3 separate regions of the Sus scrofa genome follow, and all the other regions are linked to region 1. Evidence: chromatin contacts called from public targeted proximity ligation data. All regions are on one chromosome and are shown on one strand. The core of a region is the stretch at or near the end of the contact, and the rest is flanking DNA. Distances in the headings are between cores, read along the strand shown.

What was found.
Region 2: a targeted proximity ligation map of skeletal muscle shows a contact between it and region 1. A contact is called at or near these places in 1 of 5 promoter capture datasets (liver), 19 of 47 Hi-C or Micro-C datasets (alveolar macrophages, blood, embryonic fibroblasts and 10 more) and 2 of 2 datasets of targeted methods (alveolar macrophages and skeletal muscle).
Region 3: a contact with region 1 is called in a targeted proximity ligation map of skeletal muscle. A contact is called at or near these places in 2 of 2 datasets of targeted methods (alveolar macrophages and skeletal muscle).

What each region holds. Positions count from the first base shown.
Region 1 is chr4:41,626,567-41,629,320 of Sscrofa11.1, reverse strand. NDUFAF6 (NADH dehydrogenase (ubiquinone) complex I, assembly factor 6) reads left to right here. Exons shown (of 9, transcript XM_001925041.6): 8 at 1,076-1,132. Among named protein-coding and RNA genes, the nearest start is that of NDUFAF6, 28 kb to the left of the region's middle.
Region 2 is chr4:41,426,478-41,429,231 of Sscrofa11.1, reverse strand. It overlaps LOC106510019 (a long non-coding RNA gene), which reads left to right. Exons shown (of 3, transcript XR_002343201.1): 3 at 233-827. Among named protein-coding and RNA genes, the nearest start is that of C4H8orf37, 54 kb to the right of the region's middle.
Region 3 is chr4:41,446,867-41,449,620 of Sscrofa11.1, reverse strand. All of the region lies in intron 2 of LOC106510019 (a long non-coding RNA gene), which reads left to right. Among named protein-coding and RNA genes, the nearest start is that of C4H8orf37, 75 kb to the right of the region's middle.

The sequences.
Region 1 (2,754 bases), core at 76-2,575:
ACTCAGAGTCAGTGCCTTGAAAACCAAGGGAGGAGCAAATTCTGGGAACAGGGAGTACCAAAGTTTTATATTCTGCGGAGAGATTAAGGAGAGAAAATGAGTATGATGGTTAGTATGTTGTGGATGGTCTCGAGGAGAACAATTTTAGTAGATGGGGGTAAAACCAGAGCATCTCGGGTGAAGCAGTGAGTCCAGGAGTAGAGGTGCTGTCTGACAATATAAACAAAGACCTGTGCACAGAAGTGGGCTTGGTGAGGGCAGGGTGATGGGCATTAGCCTGAGTGGGTCAGGGCTCCCTAGTCCAGAGTAGTAGGGAGTTAGGTTGTGCAGATGAGGTTGGATTCAAGATGGGGAGGGTCTTGCATTCCAATATGGATAGTTAAGATATGATCTATCAGGAAAATAAGTTAAAGAAAGTGAAATAAAACAATGACTTACATTAATTGGGCTGACTGCACAGAATGAATTAAAGGTTGAGGAACACAGAGACAGAAAGATCAGCCAGGAGGACCTTATATTCATCTAGACAGGAGGGAATGATGATCCAAACCAGGGAGGTGCTGGGACTTTTAATGCAACTTCATTTGACCCTTGACCAACCGAGGGAATTAGGGGCTCCAGCCCTCCTCGTAGTTAAAAATCCACGGATAATTTATAGGTGGCCTTCTGTATCCAAGGTTCTTCAGTGTGGGTGGATTCAACCGACCAAGGATGGAGTAGTACATTTTCTATTGAAAAAAATCTGCACATAATGAACCCATGTTTGGACACTTACCCCTTACCACTGAGTTGGGGCTGGGGGGTGTCAAAGTTATAAGGCAGCTAGAAATGCCGAAGCCAATCCGTAAGGAGGAATGGAATTCTTCATTCAGTACCTTTTCCTGATTCCTTTAGGTTTGGCACATTAATCTCAACTGGCAGATGAGATGAGAACTGTTTTGTTGCTTTTGAGAGAGGCTCCAACTGTGCTGTTTTAAACTGCTGATGTTGCTCTGTGTTCACTTTCAGCGGCAGAGTGTTTATTTCCAGAAATATTTGTATTTCAAGCCAGTTTCCTTTTGTCTTCCTTTTTTAGGCAAGGTCCTTCCACAAAAGCGTTCCTGCGAAAGCATTTCCTGCTTTTCTTCAGACAGTAAGTAGATTAACAGAGACAGTGGTTTAATTAATGAAGCAGATGTGTATAATCTCTTTCTCTATTTTATAAGGTTCCTGATGCAGATCTTTAGTTTGGAGTCTTTGTTTTTGTTTTCCTCCCTTGGGGTGGGTTTTGTTAGTTACATTCTGCTTATGGTGACCGTCAGAGCCTGTGTCCCCAGAAGCAGGTGAGTGGAATTGTCATCAGTGCTGACTGCAGCCAGACTGCAGTGGTTTGAATCTGCTTTGCCCCTTACTGGCTATGGAACCTTAAGTTCCTTAAACACTCTGTTCCTCAGTTTACACGTGGGAGAAAACACCCTGTAGGAGTGTTAGGCTACTCCTAGCCTATAAAATTATAAAATTAAAAATTTCATTCTCTATAGTGACCATATTGTTGCTCTGGTCCCTGAAAATGGTTCACAGCCAGACCAGAGGCTGGCTGCATCAGAATCATTTGGAAAGCTTCTTTAAAAATACAGATTCCTGAGGTCTTCTTACTAAATAAGACTCTTAGGGTTGAGGAGAAGGCCATTCCTAAGAGGAGCTGTGATTTTTAAAAATTGCCCAGGTGATTCTGATTGTGTAGCCAGGTGCGGGAACCATTGTGTGTTTGTTTTGTTTTGTTTTGTTTTTGTTATTTTGCTTTTTAGGGCCACACCCACAGCATATAGAGGTTCCCAGGCTAGTGGTCGAGTTGGAGCTCTAGCCACCGGCCTACACCACAGCCACAGCAACACCAGATCTGAGCTGCGTCTGCGACCTACACCATAGCTCATAGCAACGCTGGCTCCTTAACCCACTGAGGGAGGCCAGGGATCAAACCTGCATCCTCATGGATACGAGTCGGTTTCGTTAGCTGTAGAACCACTCCGGGAACTCCAGGCACCATTGTTGTAAAATACATAAAGAAATGAGACTTGCTTCCAGTTAGTATTACCTTTTATGGGACAGATTCTGAGCTAGGTCATTTCACACATTCCTAGCTGTGGTTTACTTCACTTTGTAGATCGAAAGCAAGGTTCAAAGGTGTGTGGTGTTTGAAAATGGAAAACTCATTCATTTTCTGCAGTACCAAACTCCCCCCCCCTTTTTCCCCTAAAATATATTTAAAGATTCGTTTCTATCCCTTCATGTCGTCTCTCCTAGGTCTCAGATCTGAGTGTTTGAAATCACTTTGTTTCTTTACTGGGTTTGCTTATAAAAGTAATACATTGATATTTTAGATGTTCACATAAGAGGAGGCAAAAGAAGAAATTAGAATCTTTCCAGTTCCATCCTTTTCAGAAATAATGTCTGTTCATCTTTTTATGCTCGTATAATGGACTTTTTATGCTCGTATAATTACATATGAGTTTTTTGTATAAATGAAGTGCTGAGCAGCTCTTTCTATGTCAACACATTGTTCTGTGTTACCATTTTTAATGATTATTTATTTAGCTCTTTGGTCTAAATGGTTATTTTTTTAATTTAACTGAATTAAGCTCTATGAAGGATAAAGACTTTGTTTTGTTCACATCTGTGAAAAAGGTTTTTCTTAACTCTAGTTGTCTATTAAAATCACTTCCAGAGCTCTAAAAAAACAAAAACAAAGCTGGGCCCCTCCCCAAACCAATAAAA
Region 2 (2,754 bases), core at 87-2,586, 200 kb after region 1:
TCAGTGGGTTAAGGGTCTGGCGTTGCCATGAGTTGTGGTGTAGTTCAAAGAGATGGCTCAGATCCTGTGTTGCTGTGGCTGTGGTGTAGGCTGGTAGCTGCAGCTCTGATTCAGCCCCTAGCCTGGGAATTTCCATATGCTGCAGGTGTGGCCCTAAAAAGCAAAAAAATAAAAAAATTGTTTGCTGAATAATCAGTCCAACATAGTCTATTCTGCATGTATTGTGTTCCAGACCCTGTAAACACTGGGATACAAGAGCAAATAAGATGGGACCCCTGGAGGTGTATGACACACGCACCTGCAATTAAGAACTTATCAAGTCATATGGTAAGTCCTACACTGACTCTGTGAAGAATGCAGCTCTTGGGCAAAGAAGTACTGGATCTAGTGTTAAGACTGAATTTAAATCTGCTAATTAGGAATTGGCACTTGCCATCACCTCTGCAACGATGACATCGCTAACCAAAGCAGTTACGGACTTTCAACACACCCTGAAAGGACTTGGGGTGGAGACCAGGAGCACTGCACGCTGAGAAAAACTGGCAGAACAAGCCTTCAGATAGTTATATATTTTCAGAAGATTTTATAAGCCCAAATTCTTGCGTCTTCGCATATCTTGAAGAGCATTAAAATCATTAAGAAAGACATCTGCTCTTCATGACTAGAAGAAATGTCTGCCAAAATGTGGGCTTGATTGCCTGTATCCCCCTTCACCAAAATCACAGATATATTGACCACATCCCGACCTCTTTGGAGCAGTTCCTCTGAGCTACTTGGGAGATGCTGCTCCTGGGCTCTAGTCCTCATTTTGCCCCAAATAAAACTTCAGTCACAACTCTCACGTTGTGCTTTTTTTTTTTTTTTTTTTTTTCAGTCGACACATCCTAACTCTATAACCCACTAGGCTCTGTTTTCATAACTGTAAAATGGGAATAATAATACCTATCTCAACAGGTTAAGGATGAAATGAGATGAAATATGTAAAAACATCCTGCAGAGGTACTGGGAACAATTCATATGCTAATATGTCCGATTAACATTTACAGAATTCTCCCTGCCGCCTAGAGACTTTGATTTGCAGATTTCATGGAGGAGTGACACTGGAGCTAGATTGGAGAGGGCAGCTGTCAATTGCATTTTTGGACCTGGCGAAGCTGCAGGCAAAGCAGCTTTTAGAGGAGCCGTGTGAGCAAGGAGATCTGGAGTAACATGTCCCCCGCCTGCCTGCCCGCCTGCCCGCCTGCCCGCCTGCCCGCCTCAGAGCTGCTGAGTCAGGCTCAGGCCCAAAGGGCTCTGTTTTGTCCTAGGGAGCAGGAGCCTGCTGGGGAAGGGCAAGCCTGAACAGGCCCTGGGGGCTGGGACTTTGTGCCCAGCTGTTTCCTGGGAGCCGAACACTGCCCTGCCAGGCCCCTCCCATCCCATTCCTCCCCTCCCTGCAGGGAGCCTTAGCCCGGGTTTCTGATGTGAGGGCCAGCTGGGATTTAGAGTGGGCAGGTTTTTTCCTTGGGGGTTTGATTTACCTGCAGCTCCCTCCCCCCAAGTGAAGAATTCCTGCCTCAGGTGGCAGATTTAGAGGCTGAGCTGCCCTAGGGTGAAATCCTAGCTCTTTGAGTTTATAACCTTGGGCGTGCAGTCTGACCTCTTTAAGCCTAGTTTCTTCATCTGTAAAATGGGAATAACAATATCAACTTCCCAGGGTTGCTACCAGAATTAAGTAAGGAAAATCGTGCTTTCTTACTTGGTACAATAAAAACCTTTGAATGTGGCATTGATTATTCACAGTAGCTCTGGGGGAGGTTGCTCCAATCTAATGTGTCATGGAGCTCTACAGAATCCAGTACTTCTCAAACTTTCATGTTTGCATCATCCAGGGATCTATAAAATGCAGTTATGGGAGTTCCCTGGTGGCCTAGGGGTTAAGGATCAGGCATAGTCATCACTGTGGCTTGAGCACTGCTGTGGCATGGGTTCCATCCCTGGCCTAGGAATTTCTGCATGCTGAGGGCCCAGCCAAAAAATATATAATAAAATGCAGTTTCGGATCCAGGGGGCCTGGGGCAGGAGCTGGGAGTCCGCATCTCTAACAAACTCCCAGGCAATCCCACCATCCGATGCTTGGAGCAGCCCGGCTGCAGATGCCTCTCCCACAGGGCCCTGCCCTGCTCTCACTGGCCTGGCTCCTCCAGCCTCCCTCAGCCCTGTGCAGGTTGCTTACTCTTGTCACATGACTCTTCCCCACAGGGAGTAGAGGACAGACAAGGACGATCATGGGAGTCGTCGCTTTGGTGGGAAAGGAGAGGGAGGGCGTAGTTGTCTCAAGAGTGGATGGCCTTTGGAGTTCCCATTGTGGCTCAGTGATAATGAATCCGACTAGTATCCATGAGGTTGCATGTTTGATCCCTGGCCCTGCTCAGTGAGTTAAGGATCCGGCGTTGCCCTGAGCTGTGGTGTAGGTCGAAGATGTGGCTCGGATCCCGTGTTCTGTGGCTGTGGTGTAGGCTAGCAGCTGCAGCTTGGATTCAACCCCTAGCCTGGGCACTTCCATATGCCACAGGTTTGGCCCTAAAAAAAACAAAACAAACAAACAAAAAACAAAGAGTGGGTGGCCTTTTTTGTCCAGCAAGATGCCTCAGAAGCTGCTTGGGTATGGTAGGTGAGTCACCCAGGGCTTGTTGGTAAGACTTTCAGTGGTATGAGGCTTAGCAAGAAAGGTGGCTGCTTCAGACAGGTCCTCCCTCCAGGTGGGGGATGGTT
Region 3 (2,754 bases), core at 66-2,565, 180 kb after region 1:
CTTGGACCTGTGAATGTCACCTTCCTTATAGAGCAGAAAAGGACTTTGTCATATTCCAGAGGTGATTAAATTAAAGTTAATCGAGATGTGCTTAAGGATCTCAAGATAGGAAGATTAGCCTGCATTATCCAGGTGGGCCCCAAATGCCATCGCATGTATCCTTTTAAGAGGGAGGCAGGGGGAGAGTTGACACAAGAGAGAAGAAGGCGATATGACGGTGGAAGTAGAGATGGGAAGTCGGAAGAGACAAGGCACAGATTACTTGCTTCCTTAGAGCCTCTGGAGGGAGAGCCACCTCCTCTTGTCCCCACACCAGAGTCCTTGATTTCAGTCCAGGGATCCTGATTTCTTTTTTTTTTTTTTTTTGGTCTTTTTGCCAGTTCTTGGGCCGCTCCCGTGGCACATGGAGGTTCCCAGGCTAGGGGTCGAATCGGAGCTGTAGCCACCGGCCTACGCCACAGCCACAGCAATGTGGGATCCAGGCCTCGTCTGCGACCTACACCACAGCTCACGGCAACGCCAGATCCTTAACCCACTGAGCAAGGCCAGGGATTGAACCCGCAACCTCATGGTTCCTAGTCGGATTCGTTAACCACTGAGCCATGACGGGAACTCCAGGGATCATGATTTCTGAATTCTGGTTTCCAGAATCATGAAGCAATACATTTCTGCTGTTTGAAGCGACCTGGTTTTTGGTAATTTGATATGGCAGCCACAGGACATTGATACTCGGGGTGGGGGACGGCCCAGGAACACCGCAGAGTCTGCAGTCCTCTGACCCCTACCACCTGGGAGGTCAAGAAGGGGTTTCTACCTACGGGCCCGGTGCCTGCAGCACAAACAGAGGAGGAGGCTGAGTGGCACCTGGGCTGGTCTGAAGGAAGATTTTTAAAAAATGGTCTATAGACTCCCAGGAACGAGAAGTTGAGAGCCATCCATCCAGGAATTCTTATTATGCACCTGCTGCTTGGCAGAGCTGCTGGGACTACGGATTTATTTAGACTAGGAATTGAGTGTGGGTGGATTCGTGTTTTCTGGGCTGAGACAAGTGGGCTTGAGGCTGGGCTGTGGTTTGGAGCTGTTGGAGCACAGGCAATTCCCTGGCCCGTCCTGCAGGCCTGACTAAGGGGTCAGGGATCCAGGAAGGAAGGGATAGAAATCTGAAATCTCCTGCACCTGAAAGCAGATGCGACGTGCGTGCATCCCCAGGCAGCCTTTGGCTCAGGCTTCTCAGGAAACTAAGACAAGGGTGGTGGAGGAACCCGGCCTGGAGTCCCGCCTGACCTGGAAGGAAGTGCACGGGGTGAAGCATGGAGCTGCCAAACTCCAGGGGGCCTGGGAGGCCTGCAGCTGAAGTGTGGGGCTCAGGGGCTGGGAACAGCAGGTGGAGGCGGCCAGCCACAGAGCGCCAGGCTGGCCTCTCCAGAGACAGAGACCGAGCTCTGCTGGAGCTTGGTTTGCGGTCACTTTTGTGCCTGCTCAGCTGAAGGAAGGGAGTGGCTGTCCCTGGAGGACAGATGGGCCTCTGGGCCTCTCCATCACTGCTGGGCACTGACCTTGGGCCAGAGGGTGTCTGGATCTTGGTTGTCACGTGACACCCCATCCTGGAGCTAGGAATGCATGTACGTGATCTATTTTCAGAGGCCGTCAGTGGGCACACTGGTCCTCAGAGCTTCACCTGCTCGACTCAGAGGGGCCGTGACAGCCTCTTTTCCTCAACTTTATGAAAAAAAAAAAAAAAAAAAAAAAAAAAAACAGAGCTGGTGGGGAGGGGGAGAGTCCTTTTTTTTTTTTTTTTTTTTTTTTTTGTCTTTTTGCCTTTTCTAGGGCCACTCCCATAGCATGTGGAGGTTCCCAGGCTAGGGGTCTAATTGGAACTGTAGTCACCGGCCAATGCCAGAGCCACAGCAACTGAGGATCTGAGCTGCGTCTGCAACCTACACCACAGCTCATGGCAATGCCGGATCCTTAACCCACTGAGCTAGTCCAGGGATTGAACCCGCAACCTCATGGTTCCTAGTCGGATTCGTTAACTACTGCGCCACAGCGGGAACTCCGGAGAGTCCTTTTGAATCAAGAAGAGACAAAAAGGGGAGGTTAGCCAGGTGGCGGGGGCAGGGATACTAGTCCGCACCCAGAGACTGGAACACTCTAGAACTTTCCTGAGCACTCCCTGAAGGGGAGAAGTCTGCTTCTGTTCGGCTTGGGGCACTTTGAGAGTGTGACATAGTGAAGAGGATCCCAGTTCTGTGGTGGTGTGGCTCTCTGACTCTCTTTTCTCTCCGCTTCTCTTTCTTCCCTTCCTGTGTCTCCCTTCTCCTCGTATTCTTTCTTTTTTCTGTGTGTGGCTCCCCGACTCTCCCTGCCTCTCTTTGGGTCCCTTGCTGTGTCTGCCTCGATGCCACATGTGCCCCTCCCCCAGCCTGGCTTTATTCTAATCCGATCACCTCGGCTAACCGGCCAGCCTGGACGTCACAGGAAACACCTGTGCTCTGACACGGCCCAAGCGTGTTTTTTTCTCTTTGCTCGTTTATACTTCCTCATTCACCCTTTCCTTTACATAGACTTACTCATGTCATCTGGGATGTTCTGGTCCCCTTGCCGATCTTCACCTATTTTTATCAGCAAACACCCAAACGTCTTCCTGGTGCCCCCACCAACCCCACCCCATGCAGCCTGCAGAGAAGGCTCAGCTTCCGGAGCCCAAGGTGGTGGGGGGGGGGTCAGGAGGCTGCAGGGGGATGGGCAGCAGGC